Linked DNA regions of Mus musculus: region 2 is linked to region 1. The links are chromatin contacts, called in public promoter capture Hi-C maps. All regions are on one chromosome and are shown on one strand. Each heading gives the region's core, a stretch centred on a gene start, on an enhancer-like site or on the middle of the called end of the contact. The rest is flanking DNA. Distances are from core to core; before and after follow the strand shown.

Region 1 (6,711 bases), core at 3,806-6,305:
TTGACCTACAAATTAAGTTGTGGGTTTTTTGTTGTTGTTGTTGTTTAGAAAACTGTCTATGCCATCAAGCTTCAGTGAGGTCTTTGTGATGACTGCTTTTCATATAGCAATAGGGGTCTGAGCAACGGCTTTATTCACTGGTGTGGCCTTCATCACTTTTTCAGGAGGAAATTGGTTCAACAGATTTCTAATTCCTCTAATTCTGAGCACTGTAAAGCTCATAGTTAGAAAAGCCAGGCTGCCCGGTCTGGGAACGCAGTGAGGTAGCATACAACACTTGCCTGGCATGTGAGAGGTTCAATCTGCAAATCTGTGTGTATTTCTTACAGAGACAAAACTGGAGCAATTCAGTGAACATAATATTATTAGGGCATTTTTTTTTCTGAATGAGGGAGCTAGGATATAGAAAAATAAAATATAAAGCAAATACAAATTCCTCAGAAATAAACCCAAAACCTGTGGTTTGAAAGTTTCACAGATCATTTCTCTATAAGCTATTTAATATATTGAAAATTAACTTTTTGACCTAACATTGTGGTACATACTTTTTAAAAAAATCCCAGCAACAAGGAGACAGAGGCAGGCAAATATCTGTGAGTTCGAGCCCAGTCTGGTCTACATAGTGAGTTCCAGACCAGCAGTGCATACATACATAGTAAGACGTTGTCTCAAAAACCAAATCAAACCAAACCAAACTAAACCATACCAAACCAAACCTAACCCAACCAAACCCAACAAATTTCTAAAACTTTTACGTATATACACACATTTAATTTCAGTCAATATAAAAGACTGAGGGTAGCTACTGATGATAAGGATTGAACTTACATAATACCAAAACCCAGTTTTAAAACACTTCAAATTTATTTGTATTTGAACACCTGACACTGGTTCCATTATCTAAATCAAAGCCTAAACATCCTTCCTTTTAATAATAGGTGTGGGGGCTGGCAAGATGGCTCAGTGGTTAAGAGCGCTGACTGCTCTTCCGAAGGTCCGGAATTCAAATCCCAGCAACCACATGGTGGCTCACAACCATCCATAATGAAACCTGATGCCCTCTTCTGGAGTGTCTGAGGACAGCTACAGTGTACTTACATATAATAAATAAATTTTTAAAGAAAAAAAATTGGTGTGGTCAATTTGTTCTTATATACTTATAATTAAGCCTGGCCAGAGACATTGTTACAATTAAAAGGTGTATGTAGAGTCCTTAAGACACAATTTAACCCTGAGCCTTCTACAAGCAAGGATAGTGGTGTAAGGGTCTGACTAGCTTTGTCACAGACAGGAACTTGGTTCTTCAGTCTCTGGTGTTTGAAAGCAGTGCTTTGCTTTCTCAGTTGAAAATACTCCAGCTCTACAGGAACAACCAAATGCTAAAAGGATAAAGAAAGCCTTTAATGTATATTAATGTGGTTGAAAACTCACTATCACTTGCATAAACACGCCATTTTGAGATACTCTACTTGAAAGGCAAAATATTTAAAATATGGTATTTCCTCCCAAATAAAATGTGAACATAAAGAAGTGTTTTAATGGTGAATGTGATTTAAACCAGGCAATTCAGTTTGGGGGCCTGATACTCTATGCAGTTTCTACTGATGTGTGGAATTTTAAAAAGATGATTTATAACAACTCTTTATCAGAACAGAGGGGGATCTTGCATTTGCTATGAGCTGTTGATAATTGATGCTCGCAGTAAAATACCATATGTGTTTTAAACTCTCTCTCTTGTTTAGTCCAATCAAGAGCTATATAGTTACTCAAATGGCTGGCTTTGTATGACTATCAGAAATACTTTAAATTAAAAGTAAAGAAATTACTGATCAAAGTTCATAACTGTAATAAATAACAGGTGGCCATACCTTGTAACCCTCCAACTCCAAAGAGGTTTAGACCTGTATCTTTCACCGGCAGGTCTCCTGCTGTCTCGTCACTTGGGCCAGACATGGTCTATCTGTGGAGAAAAGAAAATTTAAACAAACTCTTCCTAAGTTATTGCATTAGCTATGCAATGGAATGAGCCAAATAAAGGGGCTAGGAAACTAGAACTTTAATGGACATGTTATTGCCCACATGTGTTGCCTGAGCAAGATGAAAGCTCCCAGTCCAGAAGGAGCACTGCACCCAATCACGAGGACTGTCTTCTGAGCAGAGGATTTACTACAGTCTTCTTAGGAAATGAGTAAGATTATCATCCTTCCTTTCCTTATTCATCTCTCTGAAGCAAAACCAAACCCTTCCGCAGTTCAGAAATACTTCGATCCCTACACTTTTCCTTAAAGAGAGCATGAATTCTCGGGGGAAAAAAAAACAAAACCAAACAAAACGACAACAAAACCAAAAATACCCCCCCAAAAACCCAAAACAAACCACAACTCAGGCCATGTACTCGAGTCAAACAGTTAGTTCTACCTTCTCATAGTTGGCCAAGTCATTAAATTTACCTAATTTTAAAAACAGAGCAAATTATACCCATCTCATAGTTATCCTAAAAGCACGTAAAGGCCTTTAGCAAATGTGCTGGGGATGTCAAGTGTCTCGAAATGCCCACTGACTACATGCTGTGCCCACCCAGGCTGCCCCTTTCAGGCTTTGTGAAGGAGGAGGCACCATTTGTTCACAGTGTGATTTTACTTTGTCTCCCTCCTTTGTTACTTCATGGCTTGTTCTAGAACTTTCAGTTTCTTTTCTCTATAGAGACATACCATAGTAACTTAGTGTTGTATGTGGACATGAATATACAGTGTATAGTAAGCAAATAAATAAGGAAAAACGTACACTCTCGATTTCCACTTTGACCTTCCTAGAAAGGTCTAGATGTGAACTGTTAGTACCCTGGTAAGGAAGAGACTTTCCAGTTCTAGAATGTTGGTTGAAGAATGTGAAGACCAAGACGTTAGAATGCTTGTCCATCTTGTTCACCTGTCTGAGAAGCTGGCACAGAGGGTGGCACACTCAGCGAGCAGCATTTATTAAACAGTCACTTGAATGGATAAAGGGATTGAATTGGATTTCAGTGTCTGAAATTTGAAGACGTGGCTACGTATATGTGCATGAAGAGTCTCTCTTAGAGAGAGGGCCTGGAACTTTGATTGGAACTCATGATGGGCTGAGAACCACTGCTAGGGGCAAATATCTGAAAGAATGTCTGCAGAAGTTGATGCTAACACATATTGTTCACTGTGCTTACAGTGTGCGTAAGCAATGGCTACTCAAATGGTTCCTGAGATACAAACAGAAGCTAAGACAAGCTAGCTCAATTGCTCAAGGTCATTAGATACAAACAGAAGCTAAGACAAGCTAGCTCAATTGCTCAAGGTCATTAATGCAGGAGTTAGTTGTTTGGTGATATTTCTGGTTATCATGACCGAGAAGAAAATTGTTACTGGTCTGATGTAGGTAGATGGCACAGTGAATTCTCCCTCTTTGCTATGATCCACTTACAACCTTCCCTGCTTTCCTCACATATGGCATGCTTTTATCTTGCTCCTAAGGCTCTTCTGTCTCCTCATACTTCAGAGCTCAGTCCAACTGACCTTTCCTTAGAGTTTCCCTTACTGTTCTGTGTTAATTTTCTTCCTGGTTTCTAACTTTTCTTTTTCAAGGGAAGCCCAGGCTGTCTAGGCTGACATGAAATTCACCAAGAACACTAAACATACTGGCCTCAAATTCTCTATTTTTTCCTTGTGTTTTTTTTTTCTTTAAAAAATGGGGGGGGGGGTCATCTCACTATATAAACTTGGCTGGAATTCAAAGATCTCCCTGCCTCTACTTCCAGAGTGTTACGATTAAAGTCGGGTGTCACCATGCCCTGAGTAGACTCTGAATTTGTCCTGAGTGTGCCACCACCCTGCTGTGGCTTATTGCTTACAGCAACAGCCTTTGTCATTATCCCAGAGTTGTATCGTAATTCATTGTCATGTCATGCATTTTTAACCTAGTATATTTTCACACCTATATCATAGTTTCTTGCTTATATCTGTCCCCTACCACTCCCCCCCCCATCTCTCTAGCTTCCTCTCACTGGTCTCCTTCCTCCCCCAAATAGTTCCTCTTCTGCTATCTGATGTCACATAGTAGACATTAACGCTATCATTTATTGAATGAATGAATGAATGAATGAATGCCAGGCACTGAGTTTAAACAAAGTCTCTGCCCTGTAATGGCTTTAACAGACTATGGGAGTAGTCAGATGAGAAACAGTAATAAAGAATAAAAGATAGGCCACTAGAAACTGATTGTGGTGGTGGGAACTTGAGGCAAGACCTATTATTGATTGAATTTGAGACGAGCATGGGCTAAAAAGGCTAGTTTAAGGCCAGCCTAGGATGCATAGGGAGACCCCCTTTTAAAAACTAATCGACAATCAGCAGCAGCAGCAACAACAACAACAGTAACAAGCCAACAACAACAACAGTAACAAGCCTCTTGGGAGGCTTAGGTTCTACCATCCAAGCCCAGTTTCTGGGAAACAGAGTGAAATGTGACTGGGACCTTTGAGTTGTAGGACTTAGGGTTGCCAATTCTTATCAGCTGCGTTTCTGGCTGGGCGGGCGGTCAGGGCGAGTCAGATGCAGGCCTGCGGATGTGGAGGTGTGTCGGGATGGACTGCTTTCCACGCAAGAATCCCAGGTCTATCCTGGGCTTCGAACAGACTCCAGGCTCAGTTGTGAGGCCGCGGAAGAGCCAGCCAACCTGCATTAGCCCCCACCTCACAGAGTACTCACCTCCGCGTTCGCCCTCAGCTAGCTACCGGTTGCTATAGCGCCCAGGGCGCGAGCCTCTGCAGGCCCAGAGGAGCACGGGAAAACAGTGAGTCCCGTTACCCACTGGGAAATGTAGTTCTCCGTAGGGTGCGGGCCGTCGGCGGGTCGCGTAGCGGACTACGCTAGCCCTGCTAGCTGACTGGAGAAATTCAGCTCCGGAGCCCAAGGAGTACTCGGGAGTCTCGCGCAGCATTCTGGGAAGGGTAGTTCTTCTAGGTATTAGAGCAAATGGCTCCAGGCGGGAGAGAGCCGTTGAGAGAACTACACACAGGAGGCGGGGTCCAGGGCGAGGGGGAACACGGCCCACGGTGGCGAAGGCGGCTTTAGTAGCAGCATGAAGCGCGTCCAGACCGCGGAGGAACGAGAGCGGGAAGCTAAGGTATGTGGGGCTCCGGGCGTCTGGGATTCTGTGTTAGTCCCGGGCTAGAGGCAGGGGACCCGCAGACCCGCTGGGATGGCTGAGTGGATGCTCGGCGTTAAGCCAAGGGGTGTCAGGGCCTTGTTTGCAAGAGACCTGCAGACGTGGTGTGAGTGTGCGCGCGCACGTCTGTGCTGTGAATTCATATTGCTCTGGATGCAGATCTGGATACAGTTAGTCTTGGTCAGAAATGAAAAGATAGACATCTATGTCCCTGTCCTGCTTCTGTCCCTATTCCTTGGTTATATTTGTAGCCACTCTCGAGCCTCAGTTTACCAGTTTACCACCTGTGTGTTTTCAGCTCGAGCGCAGCTGAGCCACAGATTTAGTATGGTGACATGTTTTTATTTGGAGCATTGCCTCAATGGCCAGATGACTTGTCTGCGTGGTCAGCACATCAGATACGCTTTACATAGCTTCTGTGGGTAGTACATTCCTGGACTCCGTCCTTGCTGTTCAGCTTTCTGACAGTGGACACTCCTTGGGATGACAGTAACAGCAACGGCGACTTATTTGCAGCATTTTTTTTTTTTTGTATCAGACACCTACATTAAATGCATAATTATTTCATATCATTGCAGCAGATGGCAAGACAGATATTACATAGGTAGAGTATAAACAGTCCGTTATGAAGATGAGCACTGGAAGCTCAATATTTTCCTTTTCCCCCATCCCCAAAGTTGGGACCTATTGATTTGTTCTAACTTATCAGCATTCAGTCCCCCTCAGTGGACACAACAGATTCTGCCCATCTTAAAAGTCTCTCTTGTCTGTAGCTCATTTGGCCAAAGGCCCTTGGCTATGCCGTTTGGTGCTTATTCTATGGTAGGTAAATACTGGCAGCGAGGATCAGTAGGAAATAAAACAGGTACAGTACTTGCTGTCGTAGAATTTTGTCTTGTAAGATTCCTAAGTCAGTTAGGAATCTAAGGGTTTTGGGTCTTGGGTGTAATGGCCTGAGTTATGTATTTTACAGACATGGACACGGAGTCTGGCAGAAGTTGGCCTTTGCTCAGGGCCTTTTGTTTCCTAGGTGGCATTAGGGATCAGGAGCTGCCCCTCTCTAATCTCCTAGCTCCATTTCTAGTCTCTTTGTGAAAGACATTGAAGTACTGGCTGATGCGAAGCACAGGTAGTTGTGTTAAGTCCTAGACAATGTCTCAGTAATCGTAAGTGATTGCTTGACTTTCTGTTCAGCTAAGTTAAGGCCCAGTGTATAGAGAGAATCTTGCAGTCATTTGTTGTGAACAATTTGATAAGTTTTGACTGTACGTATATGCAAAATGTTCCAGTTGCATAGAGGGCATGGCTCTTTTAAAAAGTTATTTCTTTACAGCCGATTTCTTTATTTTACCCCCAGGCAGTCATGCGATCAGTCATGATTGTTGAATCTATGCTTTCTAGAGTTTTTCATCTAAGCCGAAGCAGACAGCATATACCCGGATGCCGTTTTTACTGATCACAGTAATTTTTGAGACCTATACGTGTTAACGCACATGTTATCAATTGTTCCGTTTCTGT
Region 2 (6,414 bases), core at 1,029-3,528, 4.5 Mb after region 1:
AGAACCCAACTCCCTCTGCTGAACTCTTCAACACACGGTACTCATACATATGAACAACACACACACAAATAATAAAATAAAGTCACCAAGAATATAAAGCCAACTTCTAAGACTATAATTGTTAAGGGCCTCAAGATGGCTCAAAAGGTAAGAGCATTTGTCACACAAGCATGAGGACCTGAGATCCATCCTTTACATTTCACTAAGCGTCAAAATACTGACTCCTCATATTCTTAGACCTCTCCTCGCATGAGCTATGGCACAAGAATGCTAAACTCACTCACTCGTGTGTGTGTGTGTGTGTGTGTGTGTGTGTGTGTGTTATTCAACAAATTTTAATCTTGGGTTTAAAAAAATACTTTCAGGTATTAGTGACTAGGATCCTCCCCACTCAGCCTTTGTTTTTTCCCACTGTTTTTGTTGCTGAGACAAGGCTTTCACATGTAGCCCAGGCTGTAAAGAAATCACAATGAGCTTCATGCCCCATTCTGTACTGCTGGGATTACAAGCAGCCAGTGTCACCACACCCGGCTAAAGGTCAGATTTGTGTGTGTGTATGTGTGTGCCTCGATTCTAGACTTGCTTCCACTAAACAAACAGCCAGGACCAGGTGAAAAAGAACCAAATTCCCAAGTCAGACCCTCTGCCTGCAAAAAGAACCTTTACTAACATCCTGCCTGCCATTCAGGCCAAGGCCCTGCTTGCTATCATCAGGTCTTCCTGCCATGGGACAACCATCTGTAATGTCCTCACACAGCACTGAAAACAGGTCCCATTTCTACCTCCACCATTTTCACACATGTATACTACTTTTCCAAAGAGAGGTCAGGAGGGAAATGCTGGTATTTTCTCTAATAAGCAGTACACCCACTCAATTATTGGCTGATTGTTGTTGGGTTCCCCCCCCTCTCCATTGTAATCACAAGGGACCGAACTGCAACAAAACCGGAAAACTCAAGTACTGTTACTCGGTTTTGAATAGAGAGGAAAAAGAAGTATATAGGCCCCAAAGAAACTCGACATCTGGGGCTAGAGCTCACTGATACAAGGCCTGCCTGGATTAAATGTCCACGGAAGGTGGGACTGTAATATTTGTCGAGGTGACTTCTGGGGAACGTTTACCTCTCATGAAGCTTAATTTTCCATACAACACTTTGAAAAGCACTTCTTTTCAAAACCTACAAAGCACTCCTCCTGCAAGTAATGTCTGTGAGCACAGGTGGGTGAGCTCCCTCCCGGACCTGGTGGCATGGCCAAATGTGTTTGCTTATTAGCCTTAGGCTTAACCTAAGATCTCTCCAAGATCTGCACCAAATCAAGACCCACAAGCATTCTGCTCACTGGTGGGCATCTGCCGGTAGTTGCCGGTTGGAGGGTTGGGGGCGTTGGGACAGGCAGAACCAACACTACCAACCGCACAGGGACCTAGGTGACTTAAGTTGGGGGGCTATCGACTTGTTAGAAAGTGCGAGCGCCGGGGCGCGCGAGTGGAACAAAAAACCTGTAGCGAGAAGGGTAACACGGAAGTGCTCACTCCCGCCCGCCCGCCCCTCCCACCGCCAAGCAGCCAAAAGCGAGGGGCTTGACAACGTGCTGGGGGGCGCAGGAGGGGAGGGAGTCCCCGGAAAGCGCTACGAATCGGCAGCAACTCCAAACCCGCCCCCTGGCCCGCCCGCCCAGCGAGGAACCTAGGTAGGCCGCGGGCGCCCGCGCCCATAGCCCCCCATCCGGGAGCCCGGGAGGAAAGGGACAGTTGAGGAGCTCGTGCGCTCCGAGGAGGCTGCAGCCCTGCGCGCGCGGCGAGCCGAGGCCCTGGGATCCGAACTGCCACCTCCGCCGCCGCCATCCTCGAAGCCTCCAGGCAAGGCCTCCAGGCCGAGCCGCTCCGGAGCTGCTCACCCGCGCCCGGGCGCTCCGAATCCAGGAACGTGAGCCCCCGGTCTCCCTTCTCCAAGAGAGCAAAGCCGCCGCGAGCGGGCCGAGTCCGTCCCCTCCCGCCTTGGCTCCACGTCTCCGGCTCGCCTGCCCGAGTCCCGACGCCCCGGGAAAAGGCTTCCAGGGTCCCCAGTCCACCCCACCCCCGGTACCGCTCCCACCCGGACCCGCGTCCCGAGCTTGACACTCCCAGCCTCCGCCACCTCCAACCGCAGCCCCAGCCCGCCTCACCTCAGTCGGCTCCCGCAGCGCTGGACACAGGAAACTCCTGGGTCCTCGACTCCGGCTCTCCTCGACCCCCCTCTTCGGTTAACTCCGCTTGTTTTCTCGACAAAATGGCGCCCGAGGTCGCGCGCTCACGTCGCGGCCTTTCCCCTCCCAGTTCCCATTTCACCATTCGCTGCCCGCTTTGGCGGAGGGATGGCCCTAGCGCCCAGCCAATGGCCGCGCGCTGACCGCAACGGCGGTCCAATCGCCGATGGGTACCCGCGGATTTAAACCAATCACACACTAATCACTCGCAGAAGTCGAGGAAGAAACCAGGCTCCTGCTAGCAACCACCAATCCAGACTCCTAGTTTGCGGGGCTCAGGCCAATTGCCGCTCATCAGCCCTGGGACTGGGTCCGAGTCTGGGCGCCTGCGCACCCGGGTGTAAGCCAATGGTTAGACGTTGGGAACTTCGATTTGGGACTCGAAGACATAAGCCTTCGAGGTGTTCGACCTATGGGGACTGGCTGGTCATTGCCTCCGGGAAACAAAAAAATACGGAAGGGAGCTCGTTAATGCATTGCCACCCTGCGCACAAACTACTCTAACTTAGAGACAGGGTGATGCTCGTCTACTTTCCTTCGTCTTTCGAAATGTCACGGTCCGAGAGGCTGTGCGGGTTCCCAGCGGAAGCATTGTCCACCCCTCGGATCTCTTTAGCAAGGAGCACCAGTCATCAGAAGGCGTCAGACGCGGGGCAAAGTTGAGGTCCTTTGCATCCTGGGTTATGTAGTCGCACGCCCCGCCTATTCCTGTCGCAAAAGTAACGTGGTCTCTTCCATCACTGTCTGCGCCCTAGAGCAGCAATGCATGCTGGAGAATGTAGTCTCCCAGATGCCCACCTAATCCTGGCTCTTTTAAAGTTTGTTTTCCATTTGTCTTTTGAAGCAGGGACGCTTTGCAGAGATATAGAAACAGAAGTTCTCCTCCTGCTCTTGGCTATTCTCAAGGATGCCAATGCCTTTTGCTTCTTGGATAAAAGGCTACGTTATCCACTGTGTCCTCCTATCTTTTAGACTTTTTGTTTGAGTTTTGAAACAAGGTCTCTTTCAGTTAACCCAACTGTAGTCCAGGCTGGCCTGAAACATACTAAGAAGCATAAATTGACCTTGAGCTCCTTGCAATCTTCCAAAATACTGAGATGATAATAGACGTAACCTCTCATACCAGTACTATTTGAACTTTAAAGAGATGTGTTAAAGACTTTTATTACTTATTTTACGTGTACAGGCGTTTGCTTGCATGTAAATCTATGCACCATGCATGTACAATGTCCTCAGAGGTCAGAAGAGGATGCCCGTCCCTCTGGAAGTGAACGGTTGTGAGCCACTGGGTGGGTCCTCTGGAAAAGCAGCCAGCTCTTGTAATCTCTGTGCCATCTTTCCAACCCCTAGATGAAAAAAAAAAAGTGTCTGAGTGCTTGCCTATATATATGTTCACCTAGAGAGTGTGGACCTGGTACCCAGGAAGGCATTGGATGCCCCGGGACTGAGATGAGAGTCTCAGCAGTAAAGTTGTAAGCTGCTCTATGAGTGCTGGAAACCCACCCCTGCACCTCTGCAAAAACAGCTCCTCTCCAGCCCCCATCTTGAACTTTTTTTATCAATGTTTTATTTGTGCAATTTAGCAATATGGGGGTTGTTTCGTTTTGTGGGTTTTGTTTTCTTTTGTTGTTAAAGAAGAAGAGAGACAAAGATGAACTGAGACTGTTCTGGAGAAGGGGGAGGGGGACATACAAGTCAACTACCCAAGATCAATTCTGTAATTCTACAACCAGTTTAGTTCAAGCTTCAATTGCCCCCAAACTGAAGGTAAGCTGAAATAAAGCTGATATAAACGGGGCCTCCTAGAGGAGATTCTTAAGCTCACTGCCCATCTCTCCTCGGAGGTTATACATCACTACTAAAATCTGACAGCCATAAAAACTGAGCCAGGATTTTCACAATGCCCTAAAGGTCAAAGTCCTTTGACTGTGTATCTAGGCTGGGTGGTTCTTGTCTTTCCTAAAATGGCTGAGAAGACCTTCATAAAGGATCTAGAAGGGTCACCTTCTAACTCAGCAATTACGAATGTTTGCTTTCAAACATCCTTAAGAACAGGATGTCCTAACGAGCAGACGAGCTCACCTGGCTGATTCTCAGCCTTCTTCCCACCCTCCCTGTCCGACTTTCACAAAATATCCCGGGGCTAAAGTAAAATACAACAGAAGAACTTGGTGTTAAAAGTAAAAAAAAAAAAAAAAAATTTCTTAAAAATTTAAAAGGTTTATTTATTTTATGTATATGGAAGTGTAGCTGTCTTCAGACACACCAGAAAAGGTGCACCCAATCCCATTACAGATGGTTGTAAGCTAACATGTGGTTGCTGGGACTTGAACTCAGGACCCCTAGAAAAGCAGTCAGTGCTCTTAACTGCTGACAGTTGATGGCTCCTGGCGTATATAGAGAGTTTTATAAGTTCACTGTGCTCCAGTGAATGCCCCCTCATCCGTGAGTACGCAGGCAGATCAAATTGGTCTCAAAAAAAAAAAAAAAGAAAGAAAAAAGCAGGCAGACAGAGTGTCTCATACCTCATGACCTGAGCTCAGCACTCACATTTAAGACATTTAAGCAGAAGCAGTCAGATCTCTGTGAGTTCAACCAGCCTGGTTCCAGGACATCCAGAGCTACATAGTGAGACCCTATCTCAAAGGTGGTAGAGGGGAGAGACAGACAGACAGAGGGGACAACAATGACACACACAGGCTAACATCTGGGCAGGGGCCTAAGAGGTGGGATAAATATGATAAAAATACATTAAATACATGTATGGTATTCTCAAAGAAGTAACTGCAATATTGTGTTGGTTTTTTTTTTTTTAAGCCCTCTGAAACAACCAGAAACCCACTTCCTACCTGGACTATATCACTAGCTTCCTGAGTTACGCTGGGTGAGTTACTTCCCCTCCCCAGAGGGGAGTCAGCACAGAGCCTCTAGTGCTAGTCAAGTGCCCTGGCCCATTTATTTGTTCTTTTGTTTGCTTCTTGCATAGCTCTGCTGTGTTGCCTGGGTGGAACTCAAATTCTCAGCTCTACCTCAGCTTCTCAAGTGCCCGGAATCTAGGCACAGAGATAGAGGGTATACTTGCTAGCCAAGATCTGTAGCACTGAGTTCCAACACGGCCCTGTCTTTGTTTTTAATCAGCCAACTTGTTCTAAAAATACTATGTAATCTCATCCACACTTTATGTCCCAGTGAGGTAGGGGCTGAGTTAGTCACTGTTTTTTCTGGATCATAAAACTGAGGCTTGTAGTAGAGCTCTTGTTTTGTATGCCAGCAATAACAAGCTAAATTTAATTTTGGTTTGCCAGGTTGTTTGTTTGTTTGTTTGTTGAGCTGAGGACTGAATCCATTGCCTTGCTTCTTAGTCCTATGCTCTACCACCGAGCAAAATCCCCGAACTCTTTCATGTTTTAAAGACTTAATTTTATGATTGTGAGTGTTGTGCCTGTGTGTTTGGATATGTACCATTGCATGCCTGGTGCTCAAAGAGCCAGAAGAGAGCTCTTGTGGGTACCAGAAGAAGGTGTCAGGTACCTCAACCCAGAACTGGAGTTACTCTGTGTGGGTGCTTGTTACCCAGGTCTCTTGGGAGCAGCAAGTGCTCTTACCTGCTGAGCACTGGGTCCTGGTTGTTTGTTTGTTTGTTTGTTTGTTTGTTTGTTTAAATACAGTCTAATGTAGTCCAGGGCGGCCTTACTTTTTAACAGAGGCTGGCCGTGAACTCCTGATATCCCTTTCTCATGTGCCAGCAATAAATGGAAAGGTAAAGAAGTTAACCTCCTGGCCAAAATCCAATTCTGATCAATGACAAAGAATTAAAGCACAAGTTTTGTGTGGCTCGCTTTTAAAACCCCAGGGGCTGTGGAAGGAACACATGATTCCTCCGAGTAAAGATGCCCAATAGTCCCCATTAACCTGAAACTCCAAGAGACTTTGGAAACTGGGGACAGCATTACCATTGGCTAAGGGAGCTGCCACATTGGGGAAGGTGGCAAAGAAATGAACCACAACCAGAAAAAGCTGCCCCTGAACTCTAGGCTCCAGCTGGGAGAGGAGCGGCCTAACTTTAGGGTAGGGGCATCTGGAAGCTGAGCATTTGGAGGGCTGCCTTCTTTGTGAGCAGTCAAGCAAGGGGGGGAATGGACAAGGTGTGTGGGCTGTCACAGTGAC

The links. Promoter capture Hi-C pulls out the DNA fragments that hold promoters and counts their contacts.
Region 2: a contact with region 1 is called in a promoter capture Hi-C map of pre-B cells, with 3 times the contacts expected there. The contact joins the promoter of Cnot1 here to the promoter of Fto in region 1. A contact is called at or near these places in 1 of 39 promoter capture datasets (pre-B cells) and 1 of 484 Hi-C or Micro-C datasets (CD4 T cells).

Annotation. Positions count from the first base shown.
Region 1 is chr8:91,308,470-91,315,180 of GRCm38.p6, forward strand. Fto (fat mass and obesity associated) reads left to right here and starts at 5,056. Exons shown (of 9, transcript NM_011936.2): 1 at 5,056-5,151. The coding sequence starts at 5,107. It overlaps Rpgrip1l (Rpgrip1-like), which reads right to left and starts at 4,753. Exons shown (of 26, transcript NM_173431.2): 1 at 4,734-4,753; 2 at 1,869-1,960. The coding sequence starts at 1,953.
Region 2 is chr8:95,805,167-95,811,580 of GRCm38.p6, forward strand. It overlaps Cnot1 (CCR4-NOT transcription complex, subunit 1), which reads right to left and starts at 2,279. Exons shown (of 49, transcript NM_001372353.1): 1 at 2,167-2,279. 4930513N10Rik (RIKEN cDNA 4930513N10 gene) reads left to right here and starts at 1,664. Exons shown (of 4, transcript NR_015574.3): 1 at 1,664-4,014; 2 at 5,065-5,131.